Regions from separate parts of the Sus scrofa genome. Here regions 2 and 3 are each linked to region 1. A link is a contact called in public Hi-C and HiChIP or PLAC-seq data. All regions are on one chromosome and are shown on one strand. The core of a region is the stretch at or near the end of the contact, and the rest is flanking DNA. Distances in the headings are between cores, read along the strand shown.

Region 1 (4,657 bases), core at 777-3,276:
GGTTCTGTCTGACTTCCGAGCTCTGTGGAGAATGTCCCATCTGATGCCGCCCCCAAGGGCATTCTGGGTCTGTCTTCATTTGAATGCTCCTGATTTCACTTGGTGTCTAAGTTCCCTTAGACAATATTGGAGGGTCAGGCTTTCTTCAGAGTGTCTGCAGCTACCTACTCAGTTACCTGACCAATTTCTCTCTCTCTCTCTCTTTTTCTCTCTCTCTTTCTCTCCCCCTCTCTTCCTCTCTCTCCCTCTTTCTCTCTCCATCCTTCTCTCTCCGCCTCCCCCTCTCTGCCCCCTTCCCCATGTCTTCAACTCCTCTGCATATGAAGAATGTTTGGCCTATCTACTGCTGTGTAACAAACAAACTTAAAAATTTTTGAGTTCCCATTGTGGCTCAGTGGTAAGGAACCCGCGTGGTATCCATGAGGACACAGTTTTGATCCTGGCCTCGCTTAGTGGGTTAAGGATCCAGCGTTGCCTTGAGCTGTGGTGTAGGGCACAGATGCAGCTCCTATTTGACCCCTAGCCTGGGAACTTCCATATGCTATGGGTGCAGCCCTAAAAAGACAAAACATATGTATATAATTATCTCTCATGGTCCCACAGGTTGACCAAGCTCAGGGAGGTGATGTTGGGTTCTCTCAGGGGGTGGTAGTCAGACAGATGGAGCCATCTGAAGGCTCTCCTCAGCTGAATGTCCACGATGGCTTCTTTGGTCACGCATCTGGCCAGTCAGCAGGGATGCCTGAAGCAGCCTGGGGCTGACCAGGCATTTCTCTCTCCATCCAGCCTCTTCAGGTGACAGCTAGAGCTTCCTGAAAGCATAGCAGACTCAAGTAGTCACACTTCTTACATGGCAGCTGTCTTCTCCCAGAGTGAATGTTCCAAGAGACTCAAGGAGAAGCTGCAAGGCTTCTTTTGACTTCAGAAGGGACCACACAACGATGTGAATGCCGGGAGGTGCAGTTCATTTGCGGGAGGGCGGGGAGGTATCTTTGGAAACTCACGACTGCAGGAAGGAAAGTGGGACCTGCAGCTAAAGTCAATGTAGGTGTTAGTCCACTGGCTGGCAGGACTCTATTTTCAGCAAATGTGATTGCTTAAAATACAGCCTCTTTTTTTTTTTTTTTTGGTTAAGCAGAGCAGATCCGAGCCCCTCTTAATGACACAAGACAAAAAGAAAAACGTTGAACTTAGAAGACTCGTATCTCTCTAGACACTATTTAATCACCCATTTATTGGAGCCTGCGGTAATAGCTCAGGCTTTGTTCTGTCGGGGGGCTGGAGGCAGACTTGCCACCACTCTAGGGCGGACAAGCCAAAAAACAGGTGAGTCCCTCTTGCATGAGTCACTGCAGTAGGAGCAGATGACTACCCAGCTCTGGGCTGGCAGGACTACCTGCTCCCTTTCACACACAACGTGCTCCCCCGCAGCCTGCAGCATACCTTGTACGCTTTCAGAAATGCATCAAACACGTGCAGGGAGACATCCGAAGGCTTTTCTTTCCAATGAGAGAGACATTTTGTGAAGTCTTTGGCAGCAGGCTGGCTGGCAAAGTCAGCTGGCTGGCACACTTCTCCCGCATCGAGTTATGGCACTGCCACCTCGACTCTGGAGAGTTTCGAAATTTCAATTTGCACACCCTGTAAGATGTGAGTCATGCGGATCGCAAAGGAGGAGGAGGAGGAGGAGGCGGCCATCTGCTAGTCATGAGCAGATGACAAATACCCTGTGCTGCGAATTTCCATCCTCATTTCACAATATTTAAGTAAACACATTTTGTAACCATTTTTTTTTCAGAGTTCCTTAGTGCTTTAAATGGACTTTTTTTTTATTTTTTTATTTTTATTTTTTTGGTATACAGAAGCCACCTTTTCTCCTCTAAACAATTATATTACCAAAATGACACTGAAGGAAACCACGGCAAAGTGCTGTCTGTTGAATGACCGGAACAAAAAGAATCCACGTCTGAATCGAATGGTTAAGCCTCGTGTCAATTCAGACCCACTGGGCTATAGGTTTACAGGGCTGCGCGCTCCGTCATGCACAGCTCCATGGCGACCTCTGCTGTCTGCAGGCAGGAATCCCAGCAAAGACAAAGGGTTTCCAGATAACATCTATTTATTTCACATTTCAGTATACTGTATTATGGGAAGGAAAGAAATGGAAGAAGGAAAAGATAGATGCTCTCCCCTTAAATGATAAGAGACGGATTACATCCATAAAAGAACTGGGAACCAAAGCAAGATCTAATTTTGGGTTGGCTTCAAGCTGTGCAACATGGTTCAGAGGGAAGCTTATTCATTTCTTCCCCACCTTTATCTGAAGAAGCCTACAAGAACAGGAAAAACATAGTAAAATAGAAATTTCAGATTACAGAGACAAGGGAATGCAAATATGCTCAAAACAAAGGTCAGGGTCTGAAGGAGTTTCCTATTTGGCTCTGAGCATCCTAAAAGCCAGAAGGGGAAAAAAAAAAAAAAAAAAAGCAGGATGGATTGCCTAGACCTTACTATGATGATGAAGAAAGACTGACATTTCTCAAGTGGAATCATTTTTCTTGGTGTTAATTCTGAAGGAAATTCCCAGGGGGGTTCAGTGACCTACCCCAGGTGGTATAAGGGTTGAGGATGCTCCTTAGAATTTGTCTGGCTGCTGCAGGACCAGACTTGGTAGGGCTGTTTCTTTTCACTTTTGTGAGAAAGAAAGGGTGTGCCATCGAGAAAATGAAATACAGCCTGCTGACAAGCAGAGAAAGTGAGAAACGGTCCTGCTGGCAGCCAGGTCTCAATTAGTATAACAGTGCTGCGACAAGGTCACTCCAAGATCATATTGGGAACACGATAAAAATAAAGCCACTCAGTAATCACACACGCGCGCACACACACACACACACACGAATGATGAAACATCCTCCTCCTCTGATTAAAACAAGTGACTGCCATTCCTTTACCAGTGACAATCCCAGCCTTGTTTGTCCTATGTGAAATCTGTGGAGATGCCAAAACATTGAATGGCCCCTGCTCTTGAGAATGAGCGCTGCTTCCCCAATTTCTCTTGGAGTAAACTCAAGTCCAGCCAGAGGGTCCCTGACTGCTCCCCCTTTCCAAGGCATTCTGGGCGTCCCTGGTACACGTTCTCATTTGCTGCAAGGAGCTCAATGATGGCTAGTGTGTTCCTGGAGGTCGTTGGTCAGTGGGCTTTCAAAGCAGTGACGGACTACACGGGGAAGGTGGTTCTAAGAGGATCTAAACTAATATAACCAAGTCCGTATTTCTGTTCTCTGTCGTGTACGAGGACAGAGGACAAAATCCCTACTGGAGAAGAATGGCTTTTCCCATAGACCACTTCCTCTAAACGTTCCTCGGCTAGTCCTGGCTGTCAGTATCGGATCACTTGCAGAGAGTGGACGATCCTGTGCTCCCTGGAGGTCCGGGTGAATGAGCTGGTATTCTGTTCCTGGTTGAGAGCAGATCCCATCTTTTATTTAACCCCTGATGACTCCCTGGTCAATCAAATATCTTCCCACTGTAGCAGATCCTGCCACTGTTCTTACGCCTTCTGTCTTTCCTTTGAACTCCTCACCCAGCTAGAACTTGACTTCTAGCAGCCCATTAGCAAACCCGAAACCAAGTCACCCCACAGACGCAGAGACCCAGAAGTGCCTGGGAGGCCTTTGCCCTAAGGCCCTTGGCCAATGACTGGTTGAAACAGCAAAGCCCACCTCCCTTCAAGTCCCATCAGCTCTTGAATATAATTAACTTTCCAGAGCTCCTTGCAGTGGGGCTGAGACTGGGTTTTGACTTGCCTTAGTTTCTTTCCCATCCCACTCCTGCTTCGCCAGTGCCTTACTGGCCTGGGCGGGGGGGGGGGGCTTCCTTAGTAAATTGCAGGCATAGAATCCGCATCTCAGGCTCTGCTTCCGTAGAACTCAACCTCTAACACTCGTCTAGCCCCCACTATATCCCTACAAAGTGGAAATGATATCGTAATTTTTCAGGTGCAGAAAGAAAGGTTGGAGACCAGAACAAAGTTAACGCAGCTGGTTAAAAATGGGCTAGACTTAAAATTCTCACCTCAACCTGCAAAGTTAGGTCTTGTTACTATGCCCCGTTGTTTCTCCTTTGGGGCCGTGTATCTGGCTTTATCTCCTGCCTGTGGGCACGCAGAGGGAAGGTTCTGATGCATGGGGCAGAAGCAAAGAGCCAGTGGTCCTCTACCAAGCACCTGATGTGTGATGGAATGTTTATGCTGCCATCTGGGGCATGGTTTTCCCATCACAAGTGGCCATTTCTCCTCCCTGACCACTGGACAGATCACCCCCTGGTGCTTATGGTTGGCAATCCTCCCTCCCCCACAGTCTCCCACCTCGCTCAGGCTTTATGAGACAAACAAAATTAGAGCCCCAGGAGCTGCATGATTTCTGCCCACTCCATCACACAGAAAGGTCACTCCCTACTGAGTCCCGGGTATACCTTCCTGCCTGTCACCCAGAAAAATAGGAATCATTCCTTGAGAATACCCTCCTGCTGTGACTTTCATCATAAGGATATCTTTTCAAATCGGGGTTCACATGTGAAAAGAATACTAGTCTTTTTTTTTTTTTTTTTTTGTCTTTTGAGGGCCGCATCTGTGGCATATAGAGGTTCTCAGGCTAGG
Region 2 (4,657 bases), core at 568-3,067, 630 kb before region 1:
GCATTTCTAGGGACAGAGAGATCAACAACCTTATAGTTTTATATTTAGGAAATTGTTATATGTCTTAGTTTAGTAACAGCTTAGTATAACTCCAAGTGTTTTATGTTTAAACTGTTTGAAACTAGAACCTGATGGCAGAGAAACTTTCTCTGAGGGTTTCTAATGAAAGGGTAGACGCCTATGCCATGGGAATAGTGTGTGTGTCAGGCTTTGTGGATGTGAGCCAAATCAGGGTTTGGAGATTTATCTAAAGTGGTCTGCCAAATCCTCTTCCCTTCATGTTCTCTAGAGAGAGGGACAGGGCTGGAGAAGGCTTTGCTTGGGTATCCCTTATTGGAATTCAGATATTCTGGAAACCTGTCACACTTCAAATCTTTTTTTTTTTTAGGGTTGCACCTTCGGCGTATGGAGGTTCCCAGGCTGGGGGTCCAATCAGAGCTACAGCTGCTGGCCTACACCACAGCTACAGCAAAGGGGGATCCAAGCCTCGTCTGCGACCTACAGCACAGCTCCCAGCATTGAGGAATCCTTAACCCACTGAGCGAGGCCACGGATCGAACCTGCAACCTCATGGTTCCTAATGGGATTCATTTCCATTGCACCATGACGGGAACTCCCACACGTTCGATTCTGATCAGTTAACAGAGATGAATGAGATTGACACCCAGAGTGGGTGGGCTGGGAACTCAGGAACAAAAAGAGGAGGATGTCAGAAGTGGTGGGCTGGTGTTGCCAACTAAAGAATGTCACTGGCCATCTGGCCCTACAAAGATTGAGTCATTTGCTACTCAAGTTGCTGACCTTTAACATGCCCTTGGAGAGTTCAAAGTGGAGATTAGGAACGAGGCACGCTGGGCTCTGGGAACACTGGCAGAACAGGCCTTCAGAGGATTAGATATTTTCAGGAGAAATGCCTTTATGAACCCCAATTCTTGCATCTTGCCATACTTAGAAAGGCACCAAAACCATTAACTATGGTATTCGTTCCTCGTGACTGGCAGCAACCTTCTACCGAGAGGAGTGCTTGGTCGCACAGATCCCCTCCGCCAAAATCACATATATATGAACCTCCCCCCTTACCTCATCGGGACAGTTTCTCGGAGCTCTATGAGGGGCTGGGTCCCAGGCTGTGGTCCTCAGTAAGACACTGAATACGCTGGACTCACAGCTTTTACGTTATGTTCTTCTTTTCCTGTCGACGGGGTCAAAGGGCAGACGGACCAAAGTCTGGCTTGGAGCCCTCTCCTTCCCCCCAGATGCTGCGGGCCCTCCAGGAGGGTGGGGGAGGGTGCGAGGCGGACTCGGGTTATTTAGACGAGCTACTGGCTCCACTGTGGGGTCATCTTGAAGAAACTTTTTTGTTTCATATTGTATAGAATAAATACCTACCTCATATCATGTCCTTTGGACATTTCTCTCATGGGTCCAACAACTATGTCGTGTGTTTTTCCCTCCCGGGAGGTTGTACTGGAGGACTCATCCTATTCAAGCCTCCTTTCCTCTCTGCTCTCAAAACTCCACCGAGTCAGCCTCCATGAAGGAGGACCTTCTAGGATGGAGGATTTGCGATGCAGGTGCTGCTGCTGGCAAACCAGGGAGGGAGTAGACAAGGAATCGGGTCTAGGGAGTCAAACGGTGCTGGATCCAAAGGTTAGCTCTGTGCTTTCAGGGTCTGTAACAGCAGGCACCCCTGTATCAGCCAGGATTAGGACCACGAAATAGAAATGACTCTCAGCATTTCAATCAATACGGGTGATAACACAGAGACTTAGTACTTGCATGACTGTTGCCAAGGGCTGGAGGGGCCAAAGTCCGGAAAAGCCACTGTTAGCTCTCAGATCCACTGCTTGCTTTCAGAGACTCAGGAAGTTGCTTCAGCTGTTCAGGAAAGGAATTGCAGGAGACGGCCACCAGTGGTCACAGCTGCCACCAGTGCCAGGGAGGGTGATTAGCAGAGAAACACCTGGAGGGCCAATGAAAAAAATTCATCTCTGTTGACACATCTAGGTCTACCTGCTGGTGCCTTTTCTTCACCTTCCCCTTTTTGCGCATATCCATTTCATTAGGGGAACCTGAAATGAATCCAGAATCCTGTTGGCAAGGAAATCTGGGAAATGTGGTTCCCAGATTTCTAACCCCTGAAAAAACCAGGCAAGGCATAGAAGGAGGTACAAAGAGTACTGAGTGCCAACTCAGTTGATGTCCAGCACAAAAGGCATCATGTCCGTGAGGCCGTGTCGTCATCAGCAGAACAGAGATCATAACATTCACGACCACAAGGTGCCTCGTTAGCACAGTAGGTAGCACGTCGGTCTCATATATTCATATCTAGAGCTATCTCACACACACACACACACACACAAATGTATGCAAAGGACCTGTGATGCAAAGCTCAAAAACCATTTGCCCCTTTTCTTCCACTGGAAAAATCATCACATGATCACAGAAAACCAAAACACTTTTTGAATGAAAAATTTAACATGAACTTTTTTTGCAAGTTGTTTTTTAAAATATAAGACTAATGAAGGCATTCAGAATATGCTACTCTGGCACAAAGGTTATTTTGAGCTGAAGGCAACTGAGAAGAAGCAGACACAAGAAAAACTCTGCCTTCTCCTCTACCAGGAAGAGCCGGAAGATTATTAATCTCTGGAGACAACTCCAGACTCTGATCAACCCAGAGAGATGAATCTACAATACAAACTTTACTAACTAGTCCTTATTTTCTATTAGCTTCCCCGTGTATTTGCCTTCCCACGATTTGCTGCCCCCCTAAAACTCAAAGTCCTTCTCCTTTGTCTTGTCACTTCTCTAAAATGCATTGCCCTTGGAGTTCCCTGGTGGCCTAGCAGTTAAGGATCTGGCATTGTCACTGCTGTGGCTTGGGTTACTACTGTGGTGTGGGTTTGACCCCTAGCCCGGGGAACTTTTACACGCTGTTAGGCATGGCCAAAAAAAAAAAAAAAAAAAAGCATCATTCTTCTGTTAGCCTAAGTCCCAACCACTTCTTCGAGTTACTCATCACCGAGTATCCCTGTGTACATGCATAATGCACATGTTAAGAAACTGTTTATTACCTCTTATTAATCCATCCTGTATCAGTCTAATCTGCAGGACCCCTACTGAAGGATCTAGGAGGGTAGAGGAAAAAAGTTCTCTCTTTCCTGTCCTACAATAATAAATGCTGATTATAAAAATTTTGAAAATACCGTCAAAGATAAAATGCACTGGACAATTAAGGAGATGATTTTATCCAAGCTACTGCAGTAGGGAAAATGTTCATTAATTAGGAACATTTCAGAGAAGAAAGAGAATGCCCGACGTTTCATACAGGGAAGTAACAGGGGAGCCGTGGGGCAGGCAGGACAGGGCGTCTTATGGGAGCCAGGAGGAGCCATGAGGAATGGAGCCATCTCTGAATACCAAGGGCAGCTGGTCCTTTGCAGTTATGCTTCCCTGGAAAGGCATGGGGAATTTCTTTTTCTTTTTTGCTTTTTAGGGCTGAACCCGAGGCACGTGGAGGTTCCCAGGCTAAGGGTCGAATCAGAGCTATAGCTGCAGCCTACGCCACAGCCACAGCAACGAGGCATCCGAGCCGCATCTGCGACCTACATACACCACAGCTCTCGGCAACGCTGGATCCCCAACCCAATGAGCCGAGAGCAGGGATGGAGCCTGCAACCTCATGGTTATTAGTCGGATTCATTTCTGCTGCGCCACAACGGGAATCCAGCACGGGAAATTTCTAAACTTTCACTGCTTTCTAGGAGCACAGGGTTCAGATGAAATTCAGTGTGGTCGGTCTCCACTTTTGTTCAAGACAAGTATCACGAGTCACTTCATAACTCAGAGGTGATCATAAACCTCCTGAGTGGAGGAAGCAGGGTCTAAGAAATAGTCTTTCCAGGACTCTTGTCGGCATTTTTTCCTGTAAAACCAGTGAGACCATCTGCTGAGATTTGCTGGCAAAGGTATGTTGCTTTGGGGTCCTAGAGACCAGGCATTTCAAAAGAGGGTTGCCTGAAGTGAAAAAGAGAAACACTGATGTAAAAATAAAAAGTTATGTTGAAGACTCAGGAGTTGAACTCTGATTTCAAGACTGACCCCTAGATTCCAAGAAATGAGTGGGGGAAAATCCTTAGCTCAGGAGTCAGGAGTATTGCAGATACTTGACAGATTTCTTTGTTGGTGTCTCAAATGTGATTATTGACTGTGAAGATGTCAGAGAAGTTTTGGGGAACAAATATATAGTAGTTGCTTCTACCTACTGCACATGCACCCTCTCTGGAACCAGAATTATGTGAGTACCAGTTGGCTAGGCAGCACAGCTCATTGGCTTGCTTTCTTCTTCTTCTTTTTTTTTTTTTTTTTTTTTTTTTTTTTTTTGGTTTTTAGGACTGCACATGCAACATATGGAAGTTCCCAGGCTAGGGTTGAAATGGAGCTACAGCTGCTGGCCTACGCCACAGCCAAAGCAACACACAGGATCCGAGCCTCGTCTATAACCTACACCACAGTTCACAGCAACACTGGATCCTTAGCCTAATGAGCGAGGCCAGGGATCGAAACCACATCCTCATGGTTTCTAGTCCCACTGAACCACAACGTGAAAATCCTGACTTTTTTTTTTTGCTTTTTTTGGGGGGAGCCGCACCCC
Region 3 (4,657 bases), core at 917-3,416, 560 kb before region 1:
CAGATCTTGAGTTGCTGTGGCTGTGGTGGAGGCTGGCAGCTGTAGCTCCATTTGGACCCCTAGACTGGGAACTTCCACATGCCTCATGTGCGGCCCTAAAAAGCAAAAAAAAAAAAAAAAAAAGAGAATACATATATATTCTGAATTGCTTTGCTGTACACCAGAAGTTAATACAACATTGTAAATCAACTATAATTCAATAAAAATTTTTTTTAAAAAAGAATACTGCTTGGAATATAACAGTTCAATTCTCAATTCTACTTTTATGAACTTGGGCAGGACTGTTGACCTTATCAAATCTCGTTTTGAAGCAGAGATAATAGTGGCAATTTTATAGGGTTGTTGTGAGTTTTCAGTGCATGCAAAAGTGCTTTGAAAAAGGTAAAGTGCTATGTAGGTATAAAGTACCATTGTGTGGTGACTTTGGATTGAAGGTATTTGCTTAATTTTTATTATTTTTAGCCCTTTTGGTCCATCATTTGTTATAAATACTTTTAAGAATAACTTGCATCAATAGCATAGGGAATATGAAAATTTGTAAAACAGTAATAAACATTGAATTTTTTTTCAGAAAAAAAATGGAGAAAAATAATCAGAAAAGGTGACACTGCAGAATTCCTGCTGTGGCACAGTGGAAGTGAATCTGACTAGTATCCATGAGGATGCGGGTTCAATCCCTGGCTTTGCTCAGCGAGTTGGCAATCCACAGCGTTGCCATGAGCTACGGTGCAGGTTGCAGACGCAGCCTTTAACTAGTATTGTGGCGTAGGCTGGCAGCTACAGCTCCGATTCAACCCTAAGCCTGGGAACTTGCATATGCTGCAGGTACAACCCTAAAAAGCAAAAAAAAAAAAAAAAAAAGAAAGAAAGAAAAAAGAAAAGGTGGCATTGAAATAGGATTTTTTTCCCCAAGCATGTCACATTTCCCTACCTCACCCTTTCACCTCTCTTATTGACATGCCTTTTAATTCAATAAAGAACAATTGCAAGGTATTGATATTATTAGTTATGCCCCAACAACCTTAGTGAACTCTGGGCCCTTCTTACTGAGTTAGTTTTGATAGTGTCAGGTGGTGATGCCCCTAGTGCCTTAGAACTGGTCCACAGGCCTATGAGAGCCACTTTTTTTTTTTTTTTGCTTTTTAAGGCCACACCTTCGGCATATGGAAGTTCCTGGGCCAGAGAATGGAATCTGAGCTGCAGCTGCCGGCCTACGCCATAGCCACAGCAACTCCAGACCCGAGCCGTGTCTTTGACCTATACCACAGCTCGTGGCAATGCCAGATCTTTAACCCACTGAGCAAGGCCAGGGATTGAACCTGCATCCTCATGGATACTAGTTGGATTCCTAACCCAATGAGCCACAGTGGGAACTCTGAGAGCCACTTTTGGTTTCATACCTGCAGCACAGAGAAGAGAATCCAAAAGGGCTGCAAAAACCTTGTTGTGAATCTTCTTAAAGATGCTGTAATTCCCCAGTATACTGCTTTGATGCCATTTATAAAACACTGATTGTCCTCTGGGATCCCAAAAGGGGCTCTAGCGGCTCTTTACACTTACATGCACCTTATCAAAGGCAATAATTCCGAATATCTGCTGGTATCTAACATCGATAAAAGATCAGAGATGGAAGGAGCTTTAGAGATTGGTGCCCTGGCCCAGAAATGGGCTGTCATGACTTGAGAAGAGTCAAGAGCTAGGAGTAATGGCTTATAGGAATATGTGAGCAGGTTCTAAGAGCCAGAGCCTGAAGACAGAGTGTGAAGTTCCAGGGATGGGAGTAGGGGAGCATGGGAATGAGTCAGTCAGAGCAAGTTATCATGCTGATGAGAAATCAGAATTGAAAGATATTTTGACGGCTTGGAAAAATGAGCTGAAACAAAAAAGGGGCAATTTACAGAAGTATATAAAAAATATTCCACATAGATTCCAAAATCAAGCATATGGGCTATAATGCAGTCACTTGAGACCAGGCAGGTTCACCCCTAGATTTCCAGCAACCTAAAGAAGAGCCGAGGCACCGTGGGTAGATCAGACATCCCTTTATTGGTTTCACAAGCAGCAGTGGTGAAAGTCCTGTCTGCCTTTTATACTAGCATACACAAAGCTGGCTATTTGCATAAGGGGTAGCTGTCATCATATTCTACTGCGCATGCACATGCATAGTCATTCTTATATAACATTTGCTTAGTCATTCCTCACTGGAACAATGTGGTGGCTAGGAGGAAATAGCCTGAGTTACTCCATTTTCCCCACATAGGCATATAAGGGAAACCAGGTTTAATGGAAATTCAATAAAACACTCAGGTTTTCAGCTGCCAAGAAGGTCAGAATGAGTCAATCGTATAACATCATTTTTTATAATATGAGTACAGTCTTAGGATGCATGAATTTATCCCAGAACAAAGGAGGTAATGATCCCATCCTCCTCTGAGTTATTTGTAAACAGTATTCTGTTCTCAGTGCCGTGTTTTAAATTGTGCGGATAAATGATACTGTATTTAGAGAAGGAATGTAACATGGTGAAAGGTTTAGAAGCCACTTCACCTGTGGAAGGGTAAGTTCAACTGGGCTAGTGGCGAGCTAACAGAAGAGAGTAGGGGAAAAATATCAGGTGTTCTCGATAATTTGAGGGATTGTTATACGCAAGAAAAACGAGACCTATTTTTAATGGGTCTTACGGATAGAATCTTGATAACTGGATGGAAGCTATGGTGGGCAAATTAGGGCTCAGTGACCGAGAACTCTAGAGTGAAAGTGGCTCATACACGAAGAGAGATTTAGAATGAAAGGCATATACTACTCCCTGGGGAGGTGCTCAAAAAAAGAGGCTTCCTACCAGGAATGCTGAAAAGTGGGTTCCTACACGGAGTGGGGTGGTGGGGGTGGGGGGTGGGGGCAAGGATTCAGAGCTTGGGTATGTCTAAAGGAACTGGTGGACTAGTAGTTCCTCAGATATCTACTGGTACGTGTTGATTTTGCCTGGGGGATGCGGGCCTCTGAGGAGATGTTTGCCCTTTGTGTCTACAAGGAAAGATGGGGACACAAGGAGGCATCCTGGAATAGGTTCCCCCGAGGAGTAGACTCTAAGACAAGGATTTGCGTGCAAGTAGTTTTGGGGGGAGCTAATCCTAAGAGACACTAATAAAGGAGTGGGGAAGTGAGACAGCTAAGAAGAGAGCCACTAAATGATGCCTTATCAAGCCAGGTACTGCTGTGGTTAACTGGGGCTTCCTTGTACCGGGCAACTCTAGAAGTTGATACAGGACATGGACATTGGAGTTATCCACACTTATTCCTGTCAGTCGCTGGCTGAGGACTGCACCTGAGAAGCCTGCTGATAAGCAGGGCAGGCGGGCTACAGAAGAAGGACTCAGGCAAAGCGATGTAAGTGTTGGCCATTGGTAAGGCCTGAGAGATACGGATGGGACACAGATGGCATGTGACACAGGAGGTAAACATGGTATGCGCCCCCGCTTGTTGCCAGCAAGGAGGTCTGAGGCCCATGAGCAGAGGGGCTTCTGGCAGAAACTAAAGATTTTCTCATGAAGCTTCATGTTAATACTCAGGAAACAAAATAGTGCTTCTTAGGGGCCAGGTGACAAATGCGGCACAGAGCTGGGAGGAGGGGCGTCTCCCCCACTAAGACCTAGAACGCAGTGTGGTGCATCAGAGTAAGGACTCGAAACAAACCAGTTTTGTTCAAATACCTCATGGTGCACAGCTTTGAGATGAAGCACAAACCGCCTCCCTGGCATGAAAGATGATGCTCTTCTGGAGAGCGCTGCAGGTGGGGGAAATAGTGATGGAAAGGGTAAACGGAGGCCTCTTTTTGGCTTCACAAGACTTGGGGACCCCAAAATCAATGCCAAGGTGGGGAACGATTTTGTGAACACATGTAAAATTTTCCCCAAGAATTCTCAGCAAAAAGTGGGGAGACTTTGGGGAGAAAGATGTCCTGATGCAGCTGAGGGGCCTGAACCAGTGGGAGTTGAGTTTCTACCATTTCTACAGAAAGAATTGTACAGCCTGTGGACATTTACGTTATACGTGACTCCCTTCCTACACCTCTTCCAAAAGAGGCTGCTGATACTTATGGACCATATATTATGGTATGGTGCATGTATTCCAAGGATGTTATTTATTCATTGTGATAAACCCAATGCATATGTGAGAAAAACGAGGTTCAGAGAAGGTAAATAGTTTGCCTTAAACATATCTGCATGTGTGGTTGTGCACATATATATAGTTTGAACCCAGAAATGGATTTCAAGTTAATAATAATCTTGAGATGCTGGAACCATAACCATTTATTGAGTTATATGAGATGCTTAAGTTATGCAAGAGATTTTTTTTTTTTTAGGAACAACCCCAGCAAGTATTTAAAACAGGAGGATAAAGAACTGAGGAGGAAGGGAGTAAATGGCACTATTAATCATGGAAAAAAAAAAAGAGAGAAATGGAAGAATGGCACACCTCTTCCTTTTCTTCTAAGATGAATGATAGGTATTTGCTTTATATTGACTTTGTTTCATACAGGTGGGTATAATCTGGGTCCATATATTGAAGGATCACTTTTCTGCCCAGGATATAGTGAATTTTTTCAAGGCTAAAAATTCCCTTTCTAAAATGGTTACCCAAACCATTCCAAAAACAG

Evidence for each region. Hi-C and Micro-C count contacts between places; a contact is called where the count stands out from the background. HiChIP or PLAC-seq counts read pairs in DNA pulled down with a chosen protein or histone mark.
Region 2: a contact with region 1 is called in a Hi-C map of liver, with 7 times the contacts expected there. The contact joins two enhancer-like sites. A contact is called at or near these places in 4 of 47 Hi-C or Micro-C datasets (embryonic fibroblasts, liver, skeletal muscle and 1 more) and 1 of 2 datasets of contacts at active chromatin or transcription factors (alveolar macrophages).
Region 3: a contact with region 1 is called in an H3K27ac HiChIP or PLAC-seq map of alveolar macrophages. The contact joins two enhancer-like sites. A contact is called at or near these places in 1 of 47 Hi-C or Micro-C datasets (embryonic fibroblasts) and 1 of 2 datasets of contacts at active chromatin or transcription factors (alveolar macrophages).

Annotation. Positions count from the first base shown.
Region 1 is chrX:40,403,305-40,407,961 of Sscrofa11.1, reverse strand. No RefSeq gene overlaps it. Among named protein-coding and RNA genes, the nearest start is that of MIR221, 170 kb to the left of the region's middle. Within about 2 kb of position 2,026, at least 15 of the 83 cell types and tissues checked have an H3K27ac peak or open chromatin away from gene starts, as enhancers often do. A contact at or near this core is called in alveolar macrophages and liver, where this site is marked.
Region 2 is chrX:41,036,556-41,041,212 of Sscrofa11.1, reverse strand. No RefSeq gene overlaps it. Among named protein-coding and RNA genes, the nearest start is that of ZNF674, 51 kb to the left of the region's middle. Within about 2 kb of position 1,817, at least 4 of the 83 cell types and tissues checked have an H3K27ac peak or open chromatin away from gene starts, as enhancers often do. A contact at or near this core is called in liver, where this site is marked.
Region 3 is chrX:40,966,055-40,970,711 of Sscrofa11.1, reverse strand. All of the region lies in intron 1 of LOC110257771 (a long non-coding RNA gene), which reads right to left. Among named protein-coding and RNA genes, the nearest start is that of ZNF674, 120 kb to the left of the region's middle. Within about 2 kb of position 2,166, at least 1 of the 83 cell types and tissues checked has an H3K27ac peak or open chromatin away from gene starts, as enhancers often do. A contact at or near this core is called in alveolar macrophages, where this site is marked.